Linked DNA regions of Mus musculus: region 1 is linked to region 2. A link is a contact called in public Hi-C data. All regions are on one chromosome and are shown on one strand. The core of a region is the stretch at or near the end of the contact, and the rest is flanking DNA. Distances in the headings are between cores, read along the strand shown. Region 1 overlaps Elf1 (E74-like factor 1). Region 2 overlaps Vwa8 (von Willebrand factor A domain containing 8).

The links. A called contact is a pair of places that touch in the nucleus more often than the background predicts.
Region 1: a Hi-C map of pro-B cells shows a contact between it and region 2, with 2.6 times the contacts expected there. The contact joins two enhancer-like sites. A contact is called at or near these places in 1 of 484 Hi-C or Micro-C datasets (pro-B cells) and 1 of 115 datasets of contacts at active chromatin or transcription factors (memory CD8 T cells).

Annotation. Positions count from the first base shown.
Region 1 is chr14:79,528,229-79,533,490 of GRCm38.p6, reverse strand. All of the region lies in intron 1 of Elf1 (E74-like factor 1), which reads right to left. It also overlaps the pseudogene Gm9243. Among named protein-coding and RNA genes, the nearest start is that of n-TEttc4, 49 kb to the right of the region's middle. Within about 2 kb of position 3,165, at least 54 of the 459 cell types and tissues checked have an H3K27ac peak or open chromatin away from gene starts, as enhancers often do. A contact at or near this core is called in memory CD8 T cells and pro-B cells, where this site is marked.
Region 2 is chr14:78,897,658-78,902,703 of GRCm38.p6, reverse strand. The region is part of intron 2 of Vwa8 (von Willebrand factor A domain containing 8); the gene reads right to left. Among named protein-coding and RNA genes, the nearest start is that of Vwa8, 51 kb to the right of the region's middle. Within about 2 kb of position 1,668, at least 144 of the 459 cell types and tissues checked have an H3K27ac peak or open chromatin away from gene starts, as enhancers often do. A contact at or near this core is called in memory CD8 T cells and pro-B cells, where this site is marked.

The DNA of each region.
Region 1 (5,262 bases), core at 1,916-4,415, 630 kb before region 2:
AGTTCTCATGTATCGGGAGTTCACCAAACCAAACCATAAGAGAAGCATTTTCTTTGGTTTCATTAGGCCTCTGACCCTCTGTGCCTTCTTCCTAGCCATCCTCTCTCCTGTTTTGGTATTCTGTGGTTCTAGTGTGGTTCTTGACGGGAAAACAAAAAACAAAAACACTTTCTGATTCTTAAAGCAGAGGTCCCTTTTTTGCATGTCAAGGATACTGGAATAGCACGGCTCTGCTGTATTAATTTTATTTAGTAACAGACAAGACTGATACTTACAGCAGTGATTCAATTGTTCATTAAGTTAGCAGAGGTGCCCAGACATCATGATGTATTAGCACAGCACAGCTAACATTACCATCTCATCTCTTAAATCAAAACTTAATCACTATAAAACACATAGACTTGCTTTTAAATCTACCTAGACCTTTGTGCTATTACACAGTTTCAAATACAGACTTAAGTAAATGTTTATGTCAAATTTAAGGGGGAACTCCACTTTCTAGGGTTCCCCACCCCCGAATCCAGTCAGTACACGTCAGTCAAGTTCATCTCAAGAAGCTCTGAGTCCGTCTGTCTAAAATGTCCAAACAGATCATGATCTTCCCTATACACAAAAAGACATGGCTGTCAAGTCAGAAAACAAAGCATCTGATCTACCCTAAGTCAACCTAAAAGCCTCACAGATTTTAAGCTTGTTTAATAATAGACATGATGGCACAAGCCTGAAATTGCAGGCAGGAATTTGGGGCCAGCCTGGGCTATATAACCAGCCCTGGCCTAAAACAGTCAAACAAACAATAATACCAAACCTATTTAAATGTACCCATTAATGAGCCATATACTCAGGAAGATAGCTGCTACAACAGTTCTCAAACACGTGTTTCCACAACACTATGAAGTAACAAGGAGAAAGAAGGAGAAAGCTCTTCCTCTACCAGTCACATGCTGGCACCTTATGGACACATTTTAGAGAAGTAACCCAGTTCTGGGCATCCAAACAATTCCCAGACTATCTCTCAGGCCCTTTTCCTTTGGGGAACTATAGCACAGAAATGCTTAGAATTAAGATTCCTAAGTTCTCACCACCAATCTTCACATTGAGGTTAAGTCCTAAAACAAAACATTTCTGCTGAACTCTAACCTCAGACCACTTGGGCTCCGCCTCTGCGGTGCGGCCCTGAGTTAGGCTTCCATACACGTATACTCTACATATACTCTAGTGCTCTCCTTCTGTTCATGAGCACAATAAATGACGACAAAGTCTAGAGCTGGGCAAAGCATCCGTGAGATATGTGTGCCTGGGACTGGGACTGCAGGTCAGCCGCAGAGCACCTGCCTAGAAAGATGCCAGCTTCAGTCTGCACCTCTGCTTAGAGAGAAAGCCAAATGTGTGTGCTGAAAGCCTGGTACAGAAACTGAACTCAATAAGCATTAGCTTAATTATAGCTCTGAATATAATGGGCAAAACATGCAACAGGTGCTCCTTAGGTTCCAATTATTTCTTAAGCCTCATCTCTACAGTCACTGAGAGCCTTTTACCAGAGCCCATTAGCCACAAAATCTAAGCTGACTCCAGTGTTTTGCATTTTGGTATCCTTTCGATAAGTCCAGTTGTATAAATCTTTGAAACTTTACTTCTGAGGCTAGAGAGATAGCTCAGTGATTAAGAGCATTGCTGCTTTTGTAAAGGAACTAGGATCAATTCTCAGCACCCACATGGTGGCTTACAACCATCTGTAACTCCAGTACCAGGAAACATGATATCCTCATGCAGGCAAAACACCCATTCATAGAAAATAAATATTTTTCAAAAACTTCACTTAACAGAGTTCAGTTAGGACCCTGTCCCAAACACAGTGACTTTATCAATTTTAAACACAAAACATTGTTTCATTCTAATGGCTATAACAACTCAATTCAAATTGTCTTGCATAACTTATTATAAAGTATTTCAAATATAAAAAAATTAATTGAAACTTGCAAAAATTAATCCCTCTTTGAATATAAAGCATAAAATATAGGATTTGAGAACCATTTCAGATACAAAAATATGAGATATCCATTAAGATTTTACATTAAAACTGGTATTTATTAATTTTATACTGCATTTGTCAGTTTTCAGCAATACGAAGACAAATATAACACTCCATAAAAATATCGAATCCCATTTCCTTTCCCTCAAATATTCCCTCCCTTTCAGAACCTTATCCTAAATAAAATACTTAATACATCAAGATTTTTTTAGCCAGATGGTGGGGGCACACTCACTCCTTTAATTGCAGCACTTGGGATTAATATTAATATTTCTTTAGAAATTACTATAGTACAAACACATTTAATGTAAGTAAACCATACATTTAATATAAGGTTCTAGTGGAACCAATGTGGAAACAATAGCTCCCTGTGGAAACAATAAACACAGAGTCAATTAAACAAACAAGATTTTAGAATGAATCATTCTAGCTCAAAAAGGTGAAAGGCATCAGCAAGGAGGAAAGGGAGAACTGGACGGGAACCGATTATTCGGATGGCACTTGGTTTCTGTACACTGCTGGCCGGGCGGGGGACCCGAGTAAGAGGACTTCTGTAATAACTGTACAGAAAATGACTGAACAGAAAGTGTTCTTACATCAAGTAGCTGCTGATGAAGAGACTTTCCCAAAATCATCTTCAAGAATTCTAAGAAAAACAAGGCTATTTGGAAAAATACTATTAGAAGAAATGCATCAGAAATTAAAGAACACAACATGAAAAAAGCGAGGCTCCACATTAAAACTAGAAACCAGAAGCAGTGGACCCACCGCTTGCAATGACTCTAATTTTTGTGTGGTGGACCACAATTTTTTCTGATGTTTTTCATTGTTTTAGAATGAATGCTAGGCAACAGAAATGAAGTCAAATTCGTGGTTATCAAAGTAGACGGCACAATGGTCTGCCCATCAATCAAAAATTTTGTAGAATTACAGGGTTTAGAGTTGAAAAAGACACCTAGGAATAGCTGAGAACTACACACTTCATTGAAAAGGTAAGGAATTTGGGACCATAAGCAATGTGACCTGCCTAAGGACACAGCCAATAAGCAGCAAAGAGAACATGAGAGGCCCAGGCTCCTCCTGCCCCTCCCTCTATCTTTACTAGTGAGACGTCACTCATGTTTTTATCAGCAGAGCACCAGGGGGAGAGGAAACGGCTCAGTGACAGAGAACATTGCATGCACAAGGCCCTGAGTTTAGACCCCAACACCATCAAAACCAAGCATGTGTTCCCAAGCACGGTCCCACACTCCGGTACACTTTTTAGTTGAAATGTCTCCGGAAGCTATTTTATGCATCCTCTTGATGCATAAAATCTATCGCTTCTAACCATATATACAGTTGGAGTGAAGGGAAGGTTTGAGGCTGTCTCCTTTGTAGCTTTAAGCCTTAGCTGAGCATTACTGTGCACCCCCAAGTCTACCATATCATATTCTTTTCAGCTTCACTCAGCCTTAAAAGAGCAAAATAAAAAATAAGAACAAAAACATGTACGCCTTTTATACAGCTACCACAATTTAATAACTCGTTAAAATATCTTCTGATGTTTACTGGTGTTCACAGTTCAAGTATAGTATCACTGCCATCATTTACATTGACAGATCTATGAATCTGTGAACAGAAGAGAAGACTCAGGGGTTAAGAGCACTGCTGCTCTTGCAGAGGCTCTGGGTTTGGCTGCCAGAACCCACAGCGCAGCTCACCCTTGCCTGTAACCACAGTTTGTGGGAATCCAATGCCCTCTTCTGGCCTCTGTAGGCCCCAAGCACACATGTGATTCACATATACCCAAACGAACATGCAGAAAACATAAAATATATAAATCTTTAAAAAGAAAAATAAGTGTAAACATGGGAGGAACCTCATACCAGTGCCATTACCATTATGCAATTAGAATTAATTTTCTCCAAATAAGAACAATATTAGTCTACTAGCTACCAATGGGAAGGAAGGAAAGGGCAATACTTTTATTTAATTTTTTTTTTTTTTTAGATTTTTTTTTCCTGTGCTTATGCGTGTTTTGCCTGAATGTATGTATGTGTGCCCAGGCATGCCCGGGTCCTGGTGGAAGTGTTGGGAACTGAACCTGGATTCCCTGCAAGAGCATCAAGTGTTCTCAAGCACTGAGCACAACCTCACTAGAAAGATCTAAGCCATGTACCATATTCACAAAATGGGGAGGCGGGACACAAGTTAATATTCAAAGTAAACAAGTCATCGCTCACTGCATTCAGGCCTTTCATAATTTAATTTTTAAAATAAATATGGTGGCAGAGAGGTCTTTTTTTTTTAAGATTTATTTATTTATTATAAGTACACTGTCCTCAGACGCACCAGAAGAGGGAGTCGGATCTCATTACAGGTGGTTGCTGGGACTTGAACTCAGGACCTTCAGAAGAGTAGTCAATGCTTTTACCCACTGAACCATCTCACCAGCCTGGCAGAGAGGTTTTTAACTCAGCACTTAAGAAGAGGCAATCAGATCTTAAAAAGTTCAAAGTTCTACTGAGGTCTACATAGTGAGCTTCTGGCTAGCCAAGGCTACACAGTAAGACCCTATCTCAAAAAAGCCAAACAAACAGCAACAAGCTTGGGGCTGGAGAGATTGGAGATGGCCCACGAGTTACAAATGCTCACTGCTATTCTATGATGACCATTATACATTTCCAGGCAGGAAGTGGCACACACACAAGCAAACAAATAAAATTTTCTTTAAAATAAAATAAAATGCTTAAAAGCAAAACATGGTTGCTCTTCATCTGTAATCTCACATTTAGAAAGTAGAGGCAAGAGAATCTTTTCTAGCCTAGCTTAGACCACATGAGACCCCAAAAATAAAAAATAAAAATAAATAGTACATAAACTTGACATCTAAATCCCCTTTTTAAAAAATGAGCCTTCTGATTTTTTCAAATTCTGTGTTTGGAGTTGTTTCTTTGAAAAAAATTAATGAATAAAACAAAGTTTCTGCAATTCATACCATACCACATACATGACGACCAGCTTGGTTTGGTTTGTGTCTTGGAGACAATGTTTTCTAACATAGCCCAGGCTGCCCGAGAACTCAGGCTCCCTTTATCCTTTGCATCTGCCTCCAAGTGCTGGCTCTCCAGGTGTGGGCCATCACATTCCCTTCCACATCTTTTAAGTAGCTAGCTAGTCAGAATAGCTACTTAGTAATACTGGACATTTGTCAACGTAAATAAACTGTCTTCACAGTAGCTATTATG
Region 2 (5,046 bases), core at 419-2,918:
CTCTTACTGAGAATGCATATAGATTCTTTTTGCGAAAGCACTGTTAATGAACACTCCCTAATTAATCACAAATAAGCCCTGAGATATATTTTCTCTTAGTCTCTCCAGCCCTCTAAATGATGACACCACTAGGGAGGCCTGTTACTAGTGACTAAGTTCTTCCACAGTCCTGTGCTTATGTACGGTAGACACTGGACTGGGGGGTTCTCATAACTCCCTCATCCCAAGCAGCTTTTGAATCTAGTGTCTGACTGGTAATATACGACACATCTTCTTGAAGACCATGTCTCCATACTTTTATCTTTCCCCCAATAACAGTAGTTACGATGGGGCTTGATGTGTACCCCCAACACCTGAGAAATGAAGCAGGAGGGTGATAAGAGCTAAAAGGTAGGCTGGCCTTCTTAGTTAATTCCATGCCAGTTAGTTCTGGCCAGTGTGCTCAAGAATCACTAGAGAGCCCAAGAGTGGATGAAGGGGTTGCTGAGACTGCCAGCTGCCTCTAAAGCCATTGATCAACACACGTGCATCATGCTGACGTGGAGCTACTCCCAGAAGCACTCACAGGGACGTATGCAATTCCCAGTGCCCTGTTTTCTACGGTATGTCAAAATGCACTAAGTAGTAATGGTGCAATTCATTGCTTACCTATCATGTGGCAAAGAAATACACAAGTAATTTTTCTGCACTCTCTCATTTAGATCTCACAACAGGCCCAAAGGGCAGCAGGCAGCATTGTGTAAGGGGAGACGTGAGATCCCAAATCTGGTATTTATTACCTATGTGATCTTAATCAAATCATTTACGCTCCCTTTAATATCACTACCTATTTAATAGATATAATTGTCTTTACCGAGTACTGAGAATTGAAATAAGCACACAGATTGACAATTTATAAAGTAATAGCTATGCAAGTTCTTGCTCCCATTCTGCAAAGAGACGTCATAATTGAAAAGTAGCAGCATTTGCAGAACGGTGGTTAAGTCAAAGCCAACTCAGACTTCTGTTGTTCAAGTCCAAAGCTTGCTGCACAGTAATCATGTCTCACACACTCCACCAGAAGCCTTTCTGACACGTCTGTCTGTCTGTCTGTCTGTATGTATGTATGTATGTATGTATGTATTTGTGTGTGTGTGTGTGAGAGAGAGAGAGAGAGAGAGGAGAGAGAGAGAGGAGAAAGAGAGGTATCAGAGGAGAGCTTGCTTGAGTAGATCTCTTCTTCCACTATGTGGTTCAGGAGAACTAAACTCAGACTGGCACTCTGCAGTGAGCGCGTTTACCCACTGAACCATCCCACCAGCTCCCTCCAGGAGCTTTTTGACACCGTCAGGCTCAAGACTCTCCTTACCACAGGACTACATCAAATGTAGCATTTACATCAAACGGTGTTCTGGATATTAATCCTGTTTCTGTTATATTTTATAACATTAATGATATATTTCATCCTTTATTAGAATTTAATAGTCACTGCTATTTCTATACATTATATTTTTATAAAATTCCTACTTGTCTTCCTCATATTTTTAGTGCAGCACATTCTTCATGGCACTTCCCCTCTTAATTGGTTGGGAAGCTGCCTTACCCTGCAGAAAGCAAGCACTGTGCAGTGCTGTGTGATGCCTGTGGTGTCGTTCACATTAATGCTTCAGAGCAGCAGTATTTTTAGGACAGCCTCAAGGAAACATGAGTCATACTTAAAAGCATGCCAGAAATAGAAGCAAGATTTAAGGCTGCACATTACGAACATCTGCAAAGTAAACTGCCAAACTGCCATGCACAGTGTAACATAAGCAGGCCTGTGCATGGGAGAAAGCCCTAGCTTTGACTCCAGGTACAAGATGCCACTATCCTCCAGGAGTCCACCAAGAAAAACCCAGTGTTAAAGCTCTATTGTGGGACTTCATCTACAGTCCAGGCTACCCTCTGCCTGGGAAGATAAAACATCTGGGTCATGGTAAATTACATTTCTAACTAAAGTCTTAGCCAAGATTTTTCTTTTAAAAACTTAACTACTTGTGTTGTCATATTTAAGAGCTCTAAATTAATTTTATTGGGGTGCTCTAAATTATAATTTTTCTCCCCATGTAGATGCCAATTTATCATCTATGTAAAGACTTAAAATTAAAATTAAGCATAGTTCAACTACCCCCATAATAAACCCTTAGAAAGCGTTGATTGTTTGGCTTTGGCATTCTAAGAAACAATGTAATGTAGTGAAAGAGAAAGCATCTGGAGCCAGCAAACCAAGTGTGGCTCTTCATCCTGTCCTTAGCTTCCTGGGCAGGACACTTCAACCATTCTGGGTCTCATTTTCCAAAGAAAGCTAGTCTTTGACAGATATGACCACCGTGAGCACTACAGCTCCCAAAATATCTTGTTCAGTCCAAGTCAGTGAAAACCCAGTGTGCAAAAGTCTGTCCTCACCTGCAGAGCCCTCTCCTTGCTGTGTGCCTGGGCAGCAGGTACACAGTGTGCACTGGCGGACACAGATGGTTGGGGCTGAGGGTCCACTCGGAAGGAGTCCCAGAACTTACTGCAGCCATGTGTTAAGTATTTTCCAGTGACATAGCACTTTATTCACCATAATCACCCCCATAAAAATTATGCAGAGGGTTTGAAGAGATAGCTCAGTGGTTACCGCTACTATTGCTCTTGCAGAGGACCAGGATTCAATCCCAGCACCCACATGGTGTCTAACAACCATCTGCAACTATAATTCTAGGAGCTCTAACTTTTATGATCTTCACGGGCACCAGGCATGCATATACTACACATATATACATACAAGCAAAACACTCATTCACATTATTAGAAAAATTACTCAGAAAGACCTAAACCCAGGCCTACCAGGAGTCAGATCATCCTCCAATATATTCAGAGATTATAAAGGAAGTGCCACGAGACTCCTCACTGCAACTGTCCCCTCTACCTGCATGTGTCAATCTGTTCATGGAGGTGGGGATACAAAACAAGGCATTCAAAGCCCAAGTAAGTCCTCGCTATTTACAACATAGGATATGGGGCTAAATGAGTAAAATAAATTCAGGCACACAGCCCTACTTAGTGAGGACCTATTATATGCTGAGCACTGAGAACAGGAAGGTGAAGATAACAAGGCTCTCAGAGATGTCAAAGAGAAACAGTTCATATATAAACCTCAGCCATGAGGGGCACTGAGAGTCTTTATCCAACACAGCTACACCTAGATGAAAACTGCAATATTTTTCTTTCCTTTTGTATTTTTAGCAGGTATACAAAACAATGGCTTTTGTATATAACACTTTCCTACATGTGTATCATTGCTCAAGCCCCGCTGTCTTCCCCATCCTTCCTCCCTCGTCTTGCCTATCTTTCTCCACTCACCCATGTGGACCCCTTCTGCTTTCTTATATGTGTGTACACAGGCATATATAAACCTAGATTCTATATGTAAGAAAGACAGTGATGCTGGAATCAATACAGTATGGTACTGGTACAAAAACAGACTGTGGTCCAGTGCAACAAAATAAAGAAGCCAGAAATAAATTCCAATGCATATGGTTAACTATGGAGACAGGGTACCAAGAAGACATGATGGGGATAAGATAATCTTTCAACAAATGATGCTGGGGAAACTATTTCCATGTGCAAAGGAATGGAACTGAAACTTTATCTTACAGCTTATACAAAAATCAACTCAAAACTAAAAAGGGACCTAAAAGCATAAAACAGAATTCTACAAGAGAACATGGTGGGGATCCTCTGGCCATTGGCCTTGGCAATGACTTTTGGCATGTCACACTAAAGCTCTGGCTACAAAAGCCAAAATAAATTAAGAGTAATGTGATGGTTTGTATATTCTTGGGCCAGGGAGTGGAATGTGATTGTATATTCTTGGGCCAGGGAGTGGCACCATTTGGAGGTGTGGCCTTGTTGGAATAGGTGTGACCTGGTTGGAGTAGGTGTGTCACTGTGGGCTTAAGATCCTCACCCTAGTTGCCTGGAAGTCAGTCTTCCACTAGCAGCCTTTGGATGAAGATATAGAACTCTCAGCTCCTCCTGCACCATGCCTGCCTGGATGCTGCCATGCTCCCACCTTGATGATAATGGACTGAACCTCTGAACCTGTAAGCCAGCCCCAATTAAATGTTTTTATAAGACTTTCCTTGGTCATGGTGTCTGTTTACAGCAGTAAAACCCTAACTAATACAAGTAATATAGCAAAGTAAATGCTTCTAAGTGGAAAAATTAAACATAACACAGTGAAATGGTAACCCAGAGAGTGGGGAATATACAAAGTATGTGAGAATATCTACAAATATATATGACTAGGATACATGAGAATAAGGGTTACTATCCAGAATTCATAGTAAAAAAAAATACATTGCTACATTTCAATTGTCAAAAAACGAATATCCTGATTTAAACATAAAAATAAAAACAAAAAGAGCTAAGCACCAATAAGCCTACTATCTCATAATCCCAGCTGTATTTCTAAAAGCCTCAAAAGCAGTAAGACCTTCAAATGCCCATCAACAGGTAGAGAAGTGATGCATCTATACAACTGAATAATACTAAATTTAAAAAAGGAGCAAATAACTGAAACACAGCAGAATGTCAAAGTAATTACGCTGTGCTATATAGGGAAGGCAAAATACAGTATGATTCTATTTATTTACAAAATTCCAGACAATCTAAAAGTCTCTCTCCCCCCTCCCCTCTCTCTCTCTCTCTCTCTCTCTCACACACACACACACACACACACACACACAAAGCTTGTGAGTCACAGATTTACCTGATCAGTATTTCAACCGATCAGCATCCTTTCCTGCACAAACCAAAATTTAACAAATTGTATCCCTCAAGTATGTAAGCATGAACCACTGTACCTAGTAACACTATCTTACCGTACTGGACCAACACACAGTAAAATATCCTTGGTTCTTACAGTCAGGCCTACAGCACAATTTAGGTTTTGTGTTCTGGTGGTTTGAGCTCTCTTGGTCTTCTGTGTTGATCCATTTTTGCAACAGTAACAGAAAGTTTTGGTTCTTTTTAAAAATCTAT